Linked DNA regions of Mus musculus: region 1 is linked to region 2. A link is a contact called in public promoter capture Hi-C data. All regions are on one chromosome and are shown on one strand. Each heading gives the region's core, a stretch centred on a gene start, on an enhancer-like site or on the middle of the called end of the contact. The rest is flanking DNA. Distances are from core to core; before and after follow the strand shown. Region 1 overlaps Ttll11 (tubulin tyrosine ligase-like family, member 11). Region 2 has its middle 14 kb from the start of Gm39795.

The links. Promoter capture Hi-C pulls out the DNA fragments that hold promoters and counts their contacts.
Region 1: a promoter capture Hi-C map of pre-B cells shows a contact between it and region 2, with 3 times the contacts expected there. The contact joins two enhancer-like sites. A contact is called at or near these places in 1 of 39 promoter capture datasets (pre-B cells), 2 of 115 datasets of contacts at active chromatin or transcription factors (embryonic stem cells and large pre-B cells) and 1 of 9 other capture datasets (embryonic stem cells).

The regions. Positions count from the first base shown.
Region 1 is chr2:35,897,179-35,901,021 of GRCm38.p6, reverse strand. The region is part of intron 4 of Ttll11 (tubulin tyrosine ligase-like family, member 11); the gene reads left to right. The region is part of intron 2 of Gm35396 (predicted gene, 35396); the gene reads right to left. Among named protein-coding and RNA genes, the nearest start is that of Gm35396, 15 kb to the right of the region's middle. Within about 2 kb of position 1,936, at least 91 of the 459 cell types and tissues checked have an H3K27ac peak or open chromatin away from gene starts, as enhancers often do. A contact at or near this core is called in pre-B cells, where this site is marked.
Region 2 is chr2:35,257,697-35,261,625 of GRCm38.p6, reverse strand. It overlaps a transcript of Gsn not described here. Among named protein-coding and RNA genes, the nearest start is that of Gm39795, 14 kb to the left of the region's middle. Within about 2 kb of position 1,720, at least 86 of the 459 cell types and tissues checked have an H3K27ac peak or open chromatin away from gene starts, as enhancers often do. A contact at or near this core is called in pre-B cells, where this site is marked.

The sequences.
Region 1 (3,843 bases), core at 687-3,186, 640 kb before region 2:
GTAAGACAGGGGCATGGAGACTAGGCACTTATGAGGCACACCCTTCCTGTCACCAGATCTGTCAGACCAGGCAAGAGAAGATACGATGGACTTCTGGGATCCTCTCCTCATAATCTTTCATATTGTTGCATAGCATGACGAGAGTGGGGTGGAGGGTGGGGTGTGTGTGTGTGTGTGTGTGTGTGTGTGTGTGTGTGTGATGTGTGAGGAATAGAACAACACAGAACATATTTGTAATGATCACACCCAGCTCACTGCCCAGCTCCGATGTGTGTTCTTCCATATTCTCTTCCCCAACCCATCCTCTACATAACCACTATTCTGAATGGTATGTTGACCATTTCCTCGACTTTCAGAACTACATGTGGTCATGCATATATGTCCCCCCAGACAGGACACTGCCTTATCTGACTCGCTTCCGAGCTTCATATCAGCCCCAGTGTGACTCCCACCTTCTGAAGCGCCTGCTCCTTCACAGGCAATGGCCCAAAGGTCTGGCCCATTGCTGGGGCTAGTGGCATGGGTTGGCTTGCACTGGTGCACACCACATAAGTACACACAGTTTATCACTTTTTCTGTCAAAGGAGATCTGGGTGTTTCCTGACTCAGCTAGAAGGGTTGAAGGCAGTAAGGGATGAGAGTGAAGAGAGGGGTCAGAGCAATGTCTCTCTCATAGATAGACACCTACTGACCAGCCCACAAACACACTGGGTTGCTCCAGATCCAGAGACTCAGGGATTTTGCCCCCATCAGCAGGATCATCAGGTGAAAGCCTCTGGCCAGGGATTGAGACAGTGTGAGAAGTAGTAATTGTCCCATCGAGTCCCATCCATGGTCCTATGCCAATCCTGCTCTCTGAGCCTGCAGCTCTTAAGCAGGTATTTGCAATAGCCGTGAGGAGATGGTTAGAAAGGGCTACTGAGGAGGACTTCAGGACAGTGCTAGAACAAAGAAGTCCCAACCCAGGCCACCACAAAGTGAGGGTCACACCCTGGGTTCATCCCTGAGGACAAGTGTGGCCATGCCTGTTTGGCTATTCTAAGAGCATCCCATGGGGCCAGGCAAGCATGACCAAACCACAGAGGCCCAGCAAGGAGGACCGGGTGGTCATTATGTGTGTGTCCTGCAGTAGACAGGCAACAACAGCCACCAAGGTTGGGGTAGGGCCAGCTGTAGGGGCTGAAAGTCCAGATCAGGAGCCACTGCTTTGGTTAGGGTCACAGCTAGCAAATGGGCTCAGAACCTCATGGCCATTTGCCACTATTTGACCACACGCTAAACGCTTCCAGGGTGATGAGACAGGCTAGGAATGAAGCCCTTTCTGGTATAGTAAGTACTGGAGACTTTCTCACCACCTAGTGTGTCTTAGGTTCCCTCTGCACACTCACACCTGTGTGTGTGTGTGTGTGTGTGTGTGTGTGTGTGCGCGCGCGCGCGCGCGTGCGTGCATGTGTGTGTGTGCGCGTGCATGTGTGTGTGCACACGTGCACGTGTGCACACTGGGAAGTGATGTAGGTGAAGAGGCTTTAAGAAGGTGTCAAGTGGTATCTGTTGCTCTGAGTGCCTTGGATACGCAGTAAGGGAGAGGATTTGGAACCTACTCAGAGCCAAGTCCACTCCTGCTTGCTCTGTCTGAATCACCTTTCAGGATGCTGTTAGCTGGGCTCTAGACACACGGGCAGACCTTGAGGTTTCCATGGTATGGTTCTGATGTCCATTTGCCACGTGACCTGTCCTAAGTCACTTAACTCTTCAGGAACTTAGCTTCCTCCCCTGCCTTACAGGGTCAGCACCCAACTCCTGTGAGACATGGATGACACAGGAAACACTTTGCATACTGTTGAGACTCGGCACAAGTGCAGGAAGTTATTTCTTAGCTGGGCAGGTCTTTCTTGCTTGTAGCAAGACCTGGCCAGATGGCAGCGTTACAGAGCGTAAACCCTGGCCAACCAAATTACACTCATCTGGGGCATGTGACTGTGACCCTGTTCCAGCCATGACCACAGTAATGACTTGGAAAACATGGTGGCCAAGCAACAGCTGGCACGGCTCTGCTGTGGTCAGATTTCCTGTAATCTGCTGCTGAGGAACACAGCTGCCCTGTCATTTCAGCCTCTGCCTTGTCATTGCCCAGGCAGCCCCAGCCACAGAGCCTCACATCTGCTGTCTTGAGGGCAGCAGTGTGACCCTGGCTTAAATATCAAGGTCAGCCTGGGTGTAGACAGTCATGTGGCAGAAACACACACAGAGGGAACACACTTTGTGGCTTGAACTGTATAGTTTTCTTGTTCTCCGTGTCTAATTTTGTCTTTAGCCATGACCCTCCTGTTGGATGTCTAGAGATAGAGCTTTCCTAAGGCCTAGTATAATTCTCCTCTTCCTGTGTCCTCTACCCTCTCTCTTACCCCACAGCCTATACACATCACCAGGCAGAAGCTGAGAATCAGTGTATTGGGGTGGGGGATGGAGGGGCTGTCAAGGGCTGGGGTTTCCCTCTCAGATGGACTGGGTTGAGCTTCTTCCAGCTCCTGCTTACAGCAACTGTAGCTGGCGAGCTCGACAAGTCAACCTTTTCTAGTCTGGATTTTTTTAGCTATAAGTAGCAAGCTTGTTTGTAGCCATACCCCAGAGTTGTTGCACACTCCAGCAAGAGGGAGCTGTGTAAAACAGCCCCCAATACACAGCAGTCACTTAATAAGTGAGAATATGGGTGTTTATTACTCTGACAACAGTTATCACACCTACCCACCTACAGTAACCTTGAAGTTACTGTAAATCGGCAACTATCCTCATTTTGATGTTAACTAGGACATTGGTGATAAAAGTTTGGAATCAAGTTTGGAAACCAAGACCTTAGCCTGGTGTTTGTCGCATCCCAATCCAGCTGCCTAGCTCCCCTGTGCCTCAACCTTGGTTCTTCCACACCAGATCTGCTTCCTCTCCAGAGGTTGTCACCAGTGCCTCCCTGGTTGGACCATTGGTCCTCTGTCTCTGCCAGCCTGGCCTGCTCACTCCTATTCACTAGTTTCAATATTCAGTACCTTCCAAAGTACAGCTCAAGACTTTCTTTCTCTGTAAAGCATTCCTTGTCCACTCTGACTATGTTATTTTCTTCCTTTGCAATATATCACATTCCCTGGGTACCCACTGAGATGAGACCTGAGATAGGTGTGGGCCATGTAGCTAAGGACAAGGCGAGGCCAGGGCCTCTAAGGGGTGCTCCGGTTAGTGTGAAAGACTCACAGAGATAATCCCTGCTCTGTATACATCATGCTGTCCAAGTGCTCACATGAGATGAGGGGAGAGAGTTAACTGTCCAACTGAAGGCTCCCAGAGGGGATGCCCAAGTGAGTTCAAGGCATGATTGAGGGTTTTCCCAGCAAACACCGAAGGGTCTCACATTCTCCTGTTTCCCTGCTACCTTACTGGTTGTTCTTCCCTGGCCTCTTCCTCTGGACCTGTCATTAATGGAAATATATTGGAGGTCCCTGGATATCAATTCTTGGAAACTTGTCTTTGTACATCTACCATCTCTTCCTAAATGATCTCATCCTGCCCTGTGGCTTTAGGGATCAGTTAAGTGCTGTTGAGCCCTAAATTTATATTGCTAATCTTGACCTCTGCTGGAGCTCCAGGCTGATATATACCATTGCTCCCTTGCTCTTCCCACTGGGATAGCTAGTGGGCACCAAACACCAGAGTCAAAAGCAAACCCGCGCCTTCCCTCCTAAAGCCTGCCACCCACAGCTCTTCCTGTTTCTGTAAGCAAGCAGCATTCACATAGACAGAAGCTGGAATCATCCTTTGCTCTTTCATCCCCTTCTTGCCACATGCAACTCACAA
Region 2 (3,929 bases), core at 471-2,970:
CTGGGTTCAGTCCTCAGGACTGCATGCTATCAGGCACAGTGGTGCATGACTGTAATCCTTGCTTGGGAGGTGGAGGTAAGAGTTCAGGTTATTTTCAGCAACATAGTGACTAGCCAGCCTGGGCTATAGGAAACCCTAAAAACAAACTAACAAAAAATGTAGGAAGCTGGTGTTGAAATCCTAACTTTACTCTGGAAACCAAAGCCTAGAGAGGCAAACTACTCAGGACTGAACCAGGTTCCCTCTGCTCTTTGACCTAGAATCTCAACTCTACCTTTTTCTGATACTTGGCTGTGCAAAAGATTTGTTGAGAGAATGAACTGAAGTCTAATGTTTTAGGAAAGTGGTCCCTGGATCAGAAGTCTAGAACAGCTAGACTTTAGATACCCAGCTACAGTACTCCTTCAAGAATACCATTTCCCCACCAAGTGTGCTAGGAACAGGGACCACTGTTATTCTTCCTGAGTAACAATTTGGCAAAATGTAACAAAAGCTATAAAACACATCACAACTGAGCCAGGAGCTCCATTTGTAATAATGAAGGAAGAACTCAGGGGCAAGCAGTAGCTCGGTGGGTGGAAGCATTTACTGCAAGACTCATGACCCCCAGGGTGGAGAGAATATATTCCATAAAGTTGTCTTCTGACCTCTGTTCCCCTGCCTTGGCATGTACACACACACACACACACACACACACACAAATGTAAATAAAAATTTTTAAAGAACATATTAAAAAATTGCTCACTAGGATGGACTTACTCCATGGACAGGCAATGGACAGATAACAATTATATACACATAAAAATAATGAAATAAATCTTTTTTAAGAAGGAAAATACAGGAAGGAAACATACCAAATTTTGTAGTGGTGGCAGTTATGGATAGTTCTTTGGTTTTGTTTAGTTGGTTTTGGTTTTATCCTTTAAAAGAAATTCATTTTCCAAATTTTCTATCACAAGCTCTTGTTACCATGAGGAAGGAAGGCCCATGAAGAGATGAAGCACATCCCCCAGTCAGGCCACTAAGCCACCCTGCAAATTTAATTAGTATTTACTCAGCCCAGCCCAGCCACAGCCACAGCCTCTACAACAGAGAAATCAAGAGCCCCACCCTCAAGGCTGACTTACATGGAATATATATATCTTTTGCTTGATAAGTACTTGAACCAAATGATAGATCTGTTGAGGTTGGAAAGTAACGAGACACCCTTTGCTTAACCAACTTAGCAAAATAAAGGAAGCCCACTCCCTCCAGCCAGGCTCCCTCATAACAGTTTCCCACCAGGCTCCATGGCTCAGACCCTTCTGGAGTCTTCTCAAAAAAGCCAGATTAGGAGAGACAATAACCAGAAAAAATAAAAAAATAACAAAACAAAGCCGAAAACTGATCAGATATGTTGGGACACAATTTTAATACCAGCATTCAGGAGCAGAGGCAAGTGGATCTCTCTAAGTTCCGGGCCAGCCTGATCTACAGAGTGAGTTTTAGGATAGCTGGAGTCCATTAAAAAAGCACGCCGGCACCAAACCTTACCCTTCGTTTTGTCAGCGCACAGACAGGGACCCCAACCCAGGCTTTTAGCTGCCTAGCCTCACCCACCACACCCTCTGCTTTTCTCTCCCCTACCCTGCAATTGCCCCTGTGGTCCAAGGCAGGGCAGGAGCAAGTAGGCACGTCTCTCAAGAAGAGGGGGAGGGGAAGTCAGAGGCAGAAGGAACTAAGCCTGCCTGTGGTCTCCAAGTTCACAAACCACATCAGGCTGAAATATGACACACGCTCATTCAGCTGGAAGGAAGGAGATATTTTTACTTAACCTCCCTCGGCTGCCTAAACATTGATGGCCCAGCTACCCCCACCCCCACCCCCCACCACCACACGTAACTCCTGGGACCCGCTTTTCTCTGCTTCAGCCCACATTTTCTTACAAGGTAACAGGGCGACTCCCTTTCCAGCGCTTCTTGGGGATGTCTAAGAGTTTGTCAAACAGTAGAAAGGAAGAATGCAGTTCTGGCTGGGTGCCCAGCTAACAAAAGACCTTGCCTGGGTCCAGGAGCATTAATTTCCTAAAAATAGATAGGAGACTGATCCACACTCTGCAGACCTGTTGATGGTAAAGAACATATGTGTTTATAAATAGTCCCGAGGCCTCTCCAGCGTTCCCGAACTGTGCATGCCAAGGCCCCAGCACACATGTAACAGCTGCAGGCGAGGGCAGGGGAGGGGGGAGGCACATCTGTATCTCCAGGGCTGAAGTCAGGGGACTAGAGAGACCCGTAGATCCCTGGAGCTCCTTGGCCAGTCAGCCTACTGAATTGCTGAACACCAGGTTCACAGAGGGGCCAGAGAAATGGCTAAGCAGAGTGACCACTTCCTACACACACCTGATGACCAGAGTTTGGTTCCCAGGACCCAAGTAAAGGTGGAAAGGGAGATGGACTCTACAAAGCTGTTCTCAGACTTCCATGTGTGTGCCCACACACATATATCACACACCCACACAGTAATAATAAATTAATAGCAAATACAAACGTAATAAAAAATAAAGTAAAAAGTGATAGGAGATGTTTGGAATTGACCTCTGGCCTCTGTGAATGCACTGATGGATGCACACCAGAGTACACACATGCACACACGTGCACACACACACATACACACACACACACACACCTAAGCTATCACTTGTAATTTCTCTTTCATTCTCTTGCCCTCTAACTTATCACCTCCAGTCAGCAAATACTCAAAAATTGTGGGCTGGGGCCAGAAGAGTTTCCTTGAAGAAAACCAGAGATCAATGTCTCAGCAAAGCGCTACAGGCCTGAATGATACCATCTCTATGGCCAGACAACATGTCATCTAAGAGCCAAATTTCCCTTCTGGAGTTAGGGGGAGGAACCCACAGGCTCCAGATGACCAGGAAACACCACGTCCTCCCTCCTGTGTACAGTTCTCCCTGTAACAGTGCGTGTCCTTGCACAGACCACTGTTCACAGTGGGACAACCAAGACAAGGCAGCCTATGTGACTGACTGTCCCTCGATTCATAGCTATAGTCTCTTTTAATTTAGAATTATTTTCTTAAGAAGAAAAACAGCAACAGGGAGACACTAACCGTAACAGTATCTACCTGCGAGCTTCGCCTCATCTGTTTTCAGATAAAATGTCCAGCTCCCATAAACCTGAAGCTGAGTTTCCAGGATCTGCCATTGATCTGCCCAGCAGGCATTGCTCTGGGTTGGATCTGCCTGCTGACTACCAGGCCACCTCCTCAGGGCCTCCCCATGAACTCCCACCTCAGTCACTGCGTCAATGAGAGTTCTTGGTCACTGCCCTGGTGACAAACTTGTCCCAGTATCCTTGTCAGTTCTGCCTTCACCTAACACTCTCAGTCCCAGGACTCCAACCCTGTGCCCTCCATTCTAGTCATGAAGGATGCTCAGTGCCTTTGCACAAGCTTCCCTGCTTCTTAGAATAGCTCCTTCCCCAGCCCTCTTCCCCTGGCAAACTGTTACTCATTTCCAAGGCCTGGCTCACCCAGACACAATTAGTCACCCGCTCTTACATGGCTGAAGAAACTATCACCTAGATGTGTCAAGATTAGAAGTTTAGGGAGCTCTCCTTAGGGCTCCTGGGCCCCTCCAAGGTCAGGACCAGAGCACAAGCCAGAGAATGCCACATCAGGGTAGGAGGGAAGGAAACAGATTGACAGGCGAGCTTCCCCTGGCTCTGAGAGTCCCTAATAAAAAGACTATGGAAAATTCTGGAGTAAACTCCCTCCCCTGGTTCACACGGAAACCTTTGCTGCTGTGTAATTTACACAAGTGCCAAGCCAAGCTCCCTTGGCTCTTTATGATTTTCCCTGGCATTTACAAATAGGGAGGCCCAAGGAAGGGAAAGAGTCTGAAAGAAGCTGGAAGCCACTGGTCCCTTGTT